Regions from separate parts of the Mus musculus genome. Here region 1 is linked to region 2. A link is a contact called in public HiChIP or PLAC-seq data. All regions are on one chromosome and are shown on one strand. Each heading gives the region's core, a stretch centred on a gene start, on an enhancer-like site or on the middle of the called end of the contact. The rest is flanking DNA. Distances are from core to core; before and after follow the strand shown.

Evidence for each region. HiChIP or PLAC-seq counts read pairs in DNA pulled down with a chosen protein or histone mark.
Region 1: a contact with region 2 is called in an H3K27ac HiChIP or PLAC-seq map of large pre-B cells, with 12 times the contacts expected there. The contact joins two enhancer-like sites. A contact is called at or near these places in 4 of 39 promoter capture datasets (the C10 cell line, liver and pre-B cells), 2 of 115 datasets of contacts at active chromatin or transcription factors (large pre-B cells and regulatory T cells) and 1 of 9 other capture datasets (liver).

Annotation. Positions count from the first base shown.
Region 1 is chr4:33,069,942-33,076,484 of GRCm38.p6, forward strand. Gabrr2 (gamma-aminobutyric acid (GABA) C receptor, subunit rho 2) reads left to right here. Exons shown (of 9, transcript NM_008076.3): 2 at 1,409-1,515. Among named protein-coding and RNA genes, the nearest start is that of Gabrr2, 10 kb to the left of the region's middle. Within about 2 kb of position 3,105, at least 113 of the 459 cell types and tissues checked have an H3K27ac peak or open chromatin away from gene starts, as enhancers often do.
Region 2 is chr4:32,008,883-32,014,622 of GRCm38.p6, forward strand. Map3k7 (mitogen-activated protein kinase kinase kinase 7) reads left to right here. Exons shown (of 16, transcript NM_172688.3): 13 at 1,434-1,539. Among named protein-coding and RNA genes, the nearest start is that of Map3k7, 48 kb to the left of the region's middle. Within about 2 kb of position 2,134, at least 41 of the 459 cell types and tissues checked have an H3K27ac peak or open chromatin away from gene starts, as enhancers often do.

The DNA.
Region 1 (6,543 bases), core at 1,855-4,354, 1.1 Mb after region 2:
CCAGCCCCTCAGCAGCAGTGTGACAGCCCCCAGGTGATTACCTGGTGGCTAAGTCTGAGAGCCACTGACAGGAAGGGATAGTTTGTAATCACCCACGTATCACAGGATGTTAATATGTCACGTTGGAGCCATGGTTCTCAGTGTGGCTGTGTGGGAATTAGTGTGGGTCCCTCCCAGAGATGGATTTAAACTTTTTTTTTTTTTTAGATTTATTTATTTATTATATATAAGTACACTGTAGCTGTCTTCAGACGCACCAGAAGAGGGCATCAGATCTCATTACAGATGGTTGTGAGCCACCATGTGGTTGCTGGGATTTGAATTCATGACCTTTGGAAGAGCAGTCAGTGCTCTTAACCACTGAGCCATGTCTACAGCCCTCAGAGATGGATTTACATGGTCTTGGTTGGGCCCAAGCATCAGGGTTTTTGAAAGTTCCCAGGGAACCCTAACACACAGTTAAAGCCAAGAATCACCTGGTTTAAAGACAACGTTGGCCAAACATGCTAGAATCAACGCTGGCTGGTGTATGCTTCACACTGCTCCCACTTCACTGGATGTCTAGTGTGTGTTGGGCATTGGGCTTGACACAGACACACAGAGATGCGCTTAGATCCCACCTTTCAGGTCGCCAGAGAAATACAAATAGTACAGCCTAGATACCCTGCATAGACTAACTAACCATCCTTCTTGCTGCAGAATAACCGTCCAGTAGGCAAATGCTTTACAGTCTTCGGCAGTTGACTGCTCATGTGACAAAGTTAATCTGCAAAGAGTATAAGACAATGAGGAGACCTAGCTAGGTGAGGGATGGACAGATCTGTCCTCTGGACTGACAGAAGCCACTGCAGCTCTAGCTGGGGCAAGCAGTGTTTAGAGCTTTGGGGATGTTTGTGTCACAACATATTTATTACAAACCATATTGTAAGACATGAGTCTCACCATGCAGCCCTGACTGCCCTGGAACTCACTCAGTAGACCAGGCTGGTTGTACTCACAGAGATCCCCCTGCCTCTGCCTCCTGAGTGCTGGGATCGAAGGTGTGCGTCACCAAACCATCATGCTCAGCTTTGGGAAATTGTTTTAAAAGAAAAAAAAAAGTCATAATTTTCACCACTCCCCAGCTTAAACACTTTCATCTAGTCGCAACTCACTAAGACCTTGGCAGGTACAAAATGTCCTCAGGGGATGCTATCTGCTCTCAGGAATGTTCTGGAAGGATCTGTCCTGGGGTGGACATCCTTGTGAGGGTGTGGGCAGTGTAGAGACCCTTTAGTCTTCTGCCTCCTTGTGTGCATCAGAATAAAGAAGAAATGCTGAACAGGTGGACCCTGCAGGCAGTCTTCCATCCACTCGGTCTCTCCAGAGCCTCGGTGGGCCATGGAAACCCATTTCTCTTTCTTTGCAGCCATTTGTATAAAAAGAACCTTGATGTGACCAAGATGCGGCCAGGAAAGCCTCGGCCTCTGCTCAGGGTAGAGGACCACGACTTCACCATGAGGCCAGCCTTTGGAGGTAAGAGGTATCCTCCCCTTACTGTTGGGTTCCAGGCACCTTGTCTCACCTGTCCCCAGTGCCGCTGCACCGAGGCGCAGCCTGGGCCATGCTCTGGGACACAGCTCCCCTCCCCTCAGTGAGGTAAGCTAAGGAGAGAAGTGGTCACAGGCAGGCAGTGGAGAGGCTGTTGACAGAAAGAGGCTGTAGGCAACTCAGCCATTTTTTTTCCTTTACCAAGGAGACCAGGCTAATTGTCTTTTGAAAAAAACAAAGCAAAGCAAAGCAAAGCAAAGCAAAGCAAAGCAAAGCAAAGCAAAGCAAAGCAAAGCAAAGCAAAGCAAAGCAAAGCAAAGCAAAGCAAAACAAAACAAAACAAAACAGATAGTGAAGGATCTAGGCCACCTCATTGCCAACTGGGGCTCCTGGTGGTGGAGCCACCATAGTCCAAGGCAGCAGTCACCTTGCTCATGATGAAGTCCCTCACACTTGGTACTGCGTTTCATCATCAGCTTTCCCCTTTGGGGATCAGGGAGGGGACCCCTCCCTGGGACCTGCATTCAGTTGGGTTGGGTTGGGCTGCTGTGACATAGTACCACAGGCATGGTGGCTCAGAAACCGTACACATTCGTTTCTCACAGGTCTGAGATCTAATTGCGCATCCCCTAATAGCATCACGTGGTGTGGTGGGTGATCGGAATTCAGCACTCTCATTTTGTAGGGTGTAAGCATCCAGGCCATGGCAGAGGTGGAAGAGGAGACAGCATGTCTGATACGGAATGAGAACAGCAGAATACACAGACACCCTCAGATAGCCCTAACCACGGGCACGGGAAGGAAGTAAGGGCCAGAGCAGGTTAGAGAGCAGCCTCGGCCAGGGCAACCCAGGCAGGCTACTTATTTTCTTATCTCTGCCCTCTAACATCCTTTAGGATCCCCACCCCACCCCACCCCATTTTCCTAGGGCAGGGATCACCTTCATGCCATACACATTTTCCCGAGGCATCCGTAAGTTGTAGAATATCCTCAGGCCAGCCACCTATCTTTTCTGAGCCTCTGTTTGCCACTTTATAAAATGGGAACAGCAATCAACTTCTGGAGCTGTCCAGACTGACAGATAATATATGCAAAGCCCTTGCTCGTTCATGTCCTCACAGAAAGCCCAGCTGTCAGGCTTCCTCCTGTGTGGCTGTCAAAGGATTTAGAAATTAATTTATCTCACAGGCTTTTGCGTTTTAGAAGGCAATGTATTTAACACGGATTCTGGGTGGAACTCGGGTCATCAGGCTTGTGTGGCAAGTACTTATCTGCTAAGCTAAGTACTTATCTTCAGCAGCCACACTGAGTTTATTTTAGATTCACATAGTATGTATGCCTGCTTGGGGCATGAGGCTGAGGAAACTGGACAGGCCTTTACTAACAATTCAGCTGTGTTAGTTGGGCCAGTGATCCACCTCAGGAGAGAGACTGAGTCTGCTACCTCAGAGGATAGCCGCTGTGGCTGTCTGCTGAGGAAGAAAGGGCCTCACCGACTTGAAAGGAGAACCACAGGAAGTCGTGTCATGGGGACCGGAAGAGGCTGGCCAGAAAAGAAAGGAACCTAGGGAGTGTCTCAGCAGCAAGGCAGGTGCGAAGGATGCAGGGGTGCACAGACTGAGTGCCATCAGCAACAAAGGAAGTAGCTACCACAGCACAGACACGCATGTCTGATTACGAAGTCCAGTGGCTGCTGGGGATTGGACTCAAGTCCTTCGGGAGGGAAATACATGGTCTTAATCGCTGAGCCATCTCTCCAGCCCCTGGAACTTCCTCTATTGCCTGTATTTGGAATTACCTAAGCCTCCTGCTAGTCTCCAATTGCATCTGTGGGTGCACCTCCCAACACTGCGCTATATCTCCTTTCCCTAGTTCTCAGCTCCTGGAGAAACACATCAGCTCCCAACCCCACACCCCAACAGACACACACACACACAGCCCCCAACCCCACACCCAACAGACACACACACACAGAGTCCCCAACCCCACACCCCAAAAGACACACACACACACAGAGCCCCCAACCCTACACCCCAACAGACACACACACACACAGCCCCCAACACCACACCCCAACAGATACACACACAGAGCCCCTAACACCACACCCCAACAGACACACACACACACAGCCCCCAACCCCACACCCCAACAGACACACACACACACAGAGCCCCCAACCCCACACCCCAACAGACACACACACACACAGAGCCCCCAACACCACACCCCAACAGACACACACACAGAGCCCCTAATACCACACCCCAACAGACACACACACAGAGCCCCCAACACCACACCCCAACAGACAAACACACACACACACACACACACACACACACCCTGGCTGCCTGGCTGCACTGCTCCGGGCTTGTAGCAGACACTGTGAAATGTTGAGTTTACTGGTCAGTCAGTGAGGCTGTGTGGACCTGGGGGGTGCTGCACACCTGCAAGGACTTATTCAAGTTAAGCTGAAATGTTATCTATTCTTTTTTCTTGTTTTCTCCCTCCTCCTCCTCTCCCTCCTCCTCTTCTTCCTCCTCTTCTTCCTCCTCCTCCTCTCTCTCTCTCTCTCTCTCTCTCTCTCTCTCTCATCTAGGACTGAAACCAGGGTTCCCCACATGCTAACCACATGTTCTACCACAAAGTAATAATCTAACAATCTGACATCCAAACTGTCAAGTTAAGACAATCAATAAGGAATTATTTTTTAAAAATATTTATTTATTTTTATTTATATGAGTACACTGTAGTTGTCTTCAGACACACCAGAAGAGAGCACCAGATCCCATTACAGATGGTTGTGAGCCACCATGTGGTTGCTGGGAATTGAACTCAGGACCTCTGGAAGAGCAGTCAGTGCTCACAGTAAGGAATTGTTATTACAGTTTTGTTTTTCATTGTAACTAATTTTGTTAGTTTGAGAAAATATCATCATAAAAACAGGCTTTGTGAAGGAGCCTATATCTTGCCTTTGGACCCTTATTCATTTTGATATGGCAGGTTCTCGACAGGTAACACAGGACCCCACAGGTACTCTTTTTCCATATTCACAGTAACTAGGAACACACTCTATTAACAGTGCTTGGGAGTAGCCCCATAGCATTTTGCTGTTGGGCCTTCCTGCTATGTTCTGTGTATGATGGTCTCAATCTTGTTTCTGCCTACTCCACTGGGGAAAGAATACATAACCTACCATGGCCACGTTTGAGCCCAGGCCCAGGTGATGAACCAGGAGCCTTGTTGGGGGAATCTAGGCACCATAGGCAGTTCTAGTGCTGCAGAGATCCACTCTGGATACGTGACAGATAATTGGGAACGAGATTGTCAGTGTGGCCCCTCAGTAATCTAGACACCAGTGTCAGAGGTTGGGAGACAGTTGTTTCTCTGCATGGATTAACCCATCTGTAGGCCTGCCCCCCTGCTCCGTTAGTGCTGATGGTGACGTCAGGAGGAGTAAGGTGCAGGCTGTCCTCTGGGCAAGTGAGCCCTGCCACAGTGACTGTGGCATGCTAACGTAACTGCTTGTGAGGACAGCCTGCTACTTTTTAGCAACGAAAGGTCAATGACTTGAGGGTGAACTGTTGGCAGGAACACACACACAACTGAGAGGCTGCTGCCAGAGATGACTGTCTTGGGGTGTCAGCTATGTGCACAAGCTTTACATGGAGGGGAGAGGAGGAGGGGGCCATGGATAGGACTGGGAGACTCCTAGGTCATACTACAGTGGCTTAGAGGGGGGACGTTGCCTTAGTGACTTTTATCTGGGCATGAAGGGGAGGAAAGAGGTTTAGGTCAAGCCAACCTTACCCAAAAGTTAAAGCTGCAAAGGGGCAGACTCAGTATAGAGGCAGAAATCTAGCCTTCCATTCTGTTCTCATCACCCAGCAGGCACTTTTGACAGGCCTAATGGGGGGGGGGGGATCACTGCTTTCTGCAAAATAGCCCCTGGAAATAGTCTCTGGAAAGTAATTCAGGAAACCCTTGCCACCCTAACCCACAGACTCAAGGCCTTGTCAGCGAAGCTCGTGGGAACTGATACTAGACTGGCAACTGTGTAGCCTCCAGAATCTGTCCCTTTACAACATGACCAAAAAGCAAGATAACCTAGGTGGTGAATTCTGGCTTTCCCTTAATTCTAACCCTGTGTGTAGCATCCATCACAGGCTTTGTACGGACTGTCAAGATTAAAGTACCTCTCTAGTAGGCAGATGAGAAAGCTGAACCTCAGAGAAATATGTGTGCCCAAGGCCACACTAAAGCTAACGATGGAGACAAAACTCAGACCCAGATAGTATGATAATGCCATTGTCTAATTGTTTTAAAATTTGAGATCACATAGTTTTTCAAAAGTTGGTTTCCCAGAATAAGGATAATTTAGTTTTTCCATCTATATCATATAAACACTTGAGTTACATGCGTGTGCGCATGTGCAAATACACAAAACCCCGGGCTTTTTTCCCCCAGAGGCTCCAGGATGTTTCCCACTTGTCTGCTTTACCCAGATGATGTCAGTGGGCAGGGCCAGGGCATCAGCAGTCAGCATCAGGCAGGTGGTATGAAGGATAACTAAGGTGGTGAGGGGAGATGCAAGGCAAGAAGGGAGAGGGGGGGAGGGGGAGGGGGAGGAGAGAGAGAGAGAGACAGGGAGGGAGAGAGAGAGAGAGAGAGAGAGAGAGAGAGAGAGAGAGAGAGAGAGAGAGAGAGAGAGAGAGGAGGCTCTTCACTCTATCTGGAGCTTGTTAGGTCATGTAACCTCAAAAGGGGCGTGGCCACTTCCATGGTCTTGTTCACTCTCTGGTTTTGGTCATTCTTACAGCAATCACTTCGTCCAATTGAAGAACTAACTGGTTGAGGAGGCCAGGAATGACTTATTCAGAGACTGCTTCCCTAGTCTACATAAACCCAAGAATGACCTCATTCTTGCCCATCTGCAGGGCCACAAAGCCTGCAGTGTGCCCCTTCCTCCTTGTCCATTGCTTCAGAGGAACCACATGATGTTGGCTTTAT
Region 2 (5,740 bases), core at 884-3,383:
CACTTGTAGTAAATACCTTGGAGATTTTAACATTTGTACCAAGCCTGCTTTTCCTGAAAAACCCAAGCATTTTAAAAGCAATGTTCTTGCTTATCCTGGTTTTATGATGCTGTAGATTATATTTCTGTGTTGTTTGGTAGTTTTGTAAGTTCATTACTGTCTTCTTACCTACTGTTTTCAGTATGGAGAAGACTAGTACCCATTCTTATCAGGATTTTCTTCAAGGAAACTGAATTTTAGCCCTTTGGTCCAGGAAAAAAAAAAAATTCTTGTTAAGTAAAGTTCCTGCTTAGACATTCCTGTTGTAGGAGTTTGTGAGGTAGGTAAGGTGAGGCTTATCATTTCAGATGCTGTTCTGAGCACATTCTTCACTGTTCCAGGCTGCGGGCAGTCTTCTGCCAGCATTCTCTGGCTTCCGTGGTGGCTGAAGCTCATGGTTTGTGAGTGCGTGTTGAATATTTCTTCTGAAAAGCATGAAATGGGTTGTGTTTCTGGCTTTGAGGGTTTTTCTTCCAGATTTTGAAATATACACATGTATGTGATGGGACACCTGGCTCATAAGGCCCAGGCCTGAACTTGCCATGCATTTGTTTTCTCTGTACAATATGCATCGCCTGCAGGTCACTTAAATGATGGCTTCAGTCACATGAGGTGTTTGTTAGGTACACAGTTTCTACTTGTGGCATCTTGTGAGCACTGGAAGTTTCAGGTTTCAAAGCATTTCTAATTTCAGATCTGTTGACTTAGGGACACTTCACCTGTAGCTGCCATTTCCCTCGGGAGGCCACTTCTATTTTTTGCTTGTCTGTTTTCTGGAATTTGACCATATCTGACCATGTGAAACATGGGACATGCGTCTGTCTCATTTCTCATACTGTCGCTCAGTTCTGTCTTCCTTCATTTCGTGTCCCTGTACAAGGGACTTTCATGTTCCTCCTGCTTCTGCCTCCAAGTGCTGATCACAGCTGTCTGCCACCATGCTGGGCTTGCCAACTGCTTTTATTGGAAGGTTTTTCATTTTTTGCTAGTTTTCTCTTTCCCACAGAACAAAGCATTCCCGAGCCTTGGCTTTGAGCGGGGATTAAGCAGGCCTTCTCATCCTACAGAGAATTGGTGGCTCTGTTACTAGTTCCTCAACATAACAGACGATCCAGGGTTGTAAAGTCTTAGCATTGGCAGCTTAAGGGCTACCCGTCCGCTTTTGTTTTGTGGGCTTTATTTCTCTGTAAGTTTTGAAGAGATGCTATGTATGAATGCATAGTGAATTTGATATACACTGACTATATACTTAGAATGCTGCTTTCAAGAGTCTTAGGCATCTACTAGTAAAAATTGAAAATGTTTGCCTCTTATTGGATGTGAAGATGTGTCTTGTAATTCTTTTTTAAAAAAAGAAAAAAGTGACAGCTTTTCCTCCTACCGTTTCTTCACAGGTGAGCAGCCGGTCATCCAGCCCTAGTGTCAGAATGATCACTACCTCAGGACCAACCTCAGAGAAGCCAGCTCGCAGTCACCCGTGGACCCCTGATGATTCCACAGGTGACCAGTCTAGTTCCTTGTAATACAAAATGGATTGACTTGAGGCATTAATCTTTACAAAGACAAGCATGATGTCATTATTTAGATCTTCATGTTTATAAAATCAACCACTTGGCAGTAGCTTTCGAAATGCCCTTGGAGTGTTATGGCAGAGACTAAGTGCTTTACCCTGTGTGTGTTTTTCCCTCCCACATACTAAACACGTATATTAAAAATAGTCAGATTTTTCCAGTTGGAAGCATGTGTTCTTGTACTTCACTCTGTGATTTTTGTATCATGATTGTTCCTGTTGGACCTTTTCAGTAACTACAATTCCCATATCGCTAACAATGACCACCAGCATCTTTACTTGACTTTCTACTTTTTATTAATAATGTTTTATACGTGAATACAGTATATTTAGACCATCTCGAACCCTACTCCAACTCCTCCCAAATATGTCTCAGATCTGCGTTTAGTCTCCATTGTGTGTATTCCTGATACATGACTGTGTCGTGAAAGGACATTTTCACAAAAGTATCTCATGCATAATGAACATACCCCGTACCACTCTTTTCACCCACCCTCCTTCCTTTAGTCCTCATTGTTCCTCTTAGACAGTTTCACTTCTACTTTGATGTCTTACACAAACGTGATTCTATGTATCTGTAAAGTTAAAGAACCACAAAGGAGTGAAAACAAATACTTTTCTAAGACCAGTTTAACTTGTTTCCAGTTGCATCCATTTTCCTACAAAGGACACACTGGAAACTCTATTGTGTATACCTGTGGCATGTTCTTTATCCTCTGTTGTTGGCCATCCCAGTGAGTTCTGTAGCTCAGCTGTTATGTATAGCGCTGCAGTAAACATGGATGTGGAAGTACTGCTGTGATGCGCTTGTCGAACAGAAGTCCTTTGGGTAAACATCCAGGGGCCTATTTTAGTGTTTTTAATGTTTTGAGGATCTTCTGTAGTGATTTCACAATGGCTGACAAGTTTACATTTCTGCCAGCAGTGTACATAAGGGTACTCTTCTGGCAGCTGAAGTGAGATTACAGCAAAGTTCCAATTTGCATTTTTCCCCAGTGGCTAGTGAGGTTGAGCAATTTCCATGTTTTCCTCATAAGAGTATCTTTTATTCTTCCACAGTTTCATGCATGTATACAATATATCTTGAACATCCCCAACATGATTATCCTACTCCTTTTGGATCCATTCCCCAATGCCCCTTCCTCCTTTGTCTTCTTTTTGTGACCCACTGAATCCAGTTACTGTTCCCCAAAACCCTAGGGTTTGGATCAGCCACCACGCTTGGGCAACCTAGCAGCAGCCACACCCCTCCAAGGAAAATGCTTGTAACTCCCCTTCCTCCAGCAGCTATCACTTGCTCAGCTAAGGGTGGGGCCTCATGAGCCTCTTCGCCTTCTATGCTGGTTTATTGATTGGCTGATCTTGTGTGGGTAGCCACAGCTGCAATGGATTGATGAGTGGAATACCTAGACCCTGTCCATCAGCCAGCATTTCACCGCCTCCTGAGATCCTCTGGTTCTTGGATTCTTTTCTCCTCTTCTGTGATATTCCCTGAGCCTTCTTAGGTTGTTGATACAGCTGTCCCACTTAGGACTGAGCACTCACAGTTACTGATCCTTAACACTTTAACCTCTCTCTCCCTCCCTCCCTCCCTCCCTGAGTTAAATACTACAACTTCAAAAAGAATCTTCTCTAGCCAGGGTTGAAAGCCACTCTAATCCATAGGAATAAATATCACTATTTAGAAGCAGGTTGATAACATGTTAATATAGCAAGATAACATTAGACTCCTCTCTAGGACCTAGGACCTAATCAGGGCTGGTTTTGACCAGGCCATTTCTCTTGTGTTTATTAGCCACTTGTATTACATCTTTTGAGAACTGTCTAATCATTAGTCTGCGTACTGATTTGATTGGCTGCTTGCTTTCTTCAGGGTTTTATTTTTGTTCTTTTATTTTTATTATAAATATACATACACAGCCATGAAAGACTTTTCCCCCCACTCTATAGACTGTATTTAACTTGTTAGTGGTTGGTTGGTTGGTTGGTTGGTTGGTTGGTTGGTTGGTTGGTTGGTTTGTAGGAGGAGCAGGATCTCACAGTGTGTATATTACTTCTGGCCTCAAAACTTACTATGGTAGACCCTGTGGGCTTCAAAGTCACAGCTAATCGCCTGTCTCTGCTCACACGTGCTGGGATAAAGGCCAGCACGCCCAGCTTAGCTGTTCTTTTGCTGTGAAGAAGCTTTGGAAGTTGATGAGATCCCTTTTGTCAGCTGTTAGAGTTATTTCCTGAGTGTCAGCCTCTGGTTTTTAAAACACAGAATATGTGTCCAAGTGAGAAATCTATTTGGCAACTTTTCATACCTCATGAGAGACTTTATTTCAAATGCATAGACATTTGAAATCCTTTTAGTTTATTAAAACTCCAGTGTAAATAGCTCAGTTTATCATAATGGCGGATTAAAAATACCTGTGCAAAGGGAGGGATAGTTTTCTCATGAGAGCACAGTACTGTGATGTCTTAGCACACACGCAAGCACTGTATCTAAGGAAGATCTTGTTCTGTGTTTTAGTACAACAGAAGGGAAGGAAGGTGGTCTCATAGACCTTGGAAAATGAAGTTGTTTGAAATTAAGCAGGTTGTTGTGCCACACCCCTTTAATCCCAGCACTCAGGAGGCAGAGGCAGGCGGATCTCTATGACATCAAGAGCAGACTGGTCTACAAAGAGAGTTCTAGGGTAGCCAAGGCTACACAAAGAAACCTGTGTCAAAAACAAAAAGAAAGAAAAAAGTACCAATTAAACTGAAATTTTGAAGTTAGTTTACTGTCTTCACAAACTATGTTTTCAGTATTTATAGATACCTGGTATGGCCTAGTCAGGTTTATAGTTTCATTTTAAAAATTAAATGAGCAGCTTTTCCCTGTGTCATATAATTTAGAACTATGTTTAGCAAGGGGTGTGTACTGTCTACTTTGGGTAAGTTAAACACTTATAGTAGCAAAACCTCACCAAGATTCCTGTCCAGTGGTGCATAGTGAAGTGCTCTAGCCATTGGGGTGACACCAGCTGCTGCTGTTGTTGTTGGGCTGTTGTTCTTGATGATGATGATGACCACAACCCCCCCCCCCAAACTAAGGGACTATTCTCCCTTGCATTGCCTTAGAGGGTTTCCTAATTTCAGCCTAGATTCGTACATGGGAATCAACAGTGTGGCACAGGAGAAAATCAGATCTCTTTAGATGTCTGCTATCCACTGTTTTCTACGCATGCAAACCCAGATATCCTGCTCCTTGACCCGAGTGGTACGGCAGCCTATCAATCACTAAGTGTTTTACCTGGGCCCAGGCTGCAGTGCCCGCTAAATTTTGTCTTTGCATTGAAATAATTGCAGCTCTGTCACTACATAGGATAGGTTATAGAGAACAGATGAGGAAAGCCGCCTTCTTCTCATAGACCCAGGAAATAACCGGAAGTGTAAACATAAGATAAAATAGCATAACTATTAAATTGTTCTGTATTCTTCCAGAGAAAATCTAAAGAATATAACTTAAAATCTTAACAGATAAATACTCTCCTGTTTCAGTTTACACTGTTATGGTTGTAAAGTGAGGCAAATACTCCCCCAGGGCCTAGAAACAGCAATATCTTGACACAACTTAAGAATTTACAGAGACACAGACCCACTTTCTTCTATGCTTAGAACCTTGCAAAGATAAATATGAGACATAGCCCATTCGTGGTGACCATGCCTAGAGTTGTGACACACGGTAACAGTGAACTTGCCATATGGCATGGTAAGCTGCTAACTTTATAGTTAAGCTAAATGTTTTAGTAGTTAAGACACAGATTAGTTAAGTAAGACCCAATGATCTCCATGGCTGTTCATACTTTCAGTCACATATGAGAGAGAAAAGAAAACATCCACAAGTGTGTCATACTTACTTTCCTATTGCTGTGATAAAGAATAGGAAATCCTTGAATAACCAAGGATCTTATTGGGGGTTTACAGTTTCAGAGTATTAGAGTCCATCACCATCATGGCAGAGAACATGGTGGCAGGCAGGCAGCCAACCATATGCTAAAGCAGCAGTTGACAGCTCATATTCTGATCCACAAATAGGAGCCAGAGAGACAGACCCTGGAAATGGCACAAGTCTTTTGAAACCTCAGAGTCCACCCCCAGTGA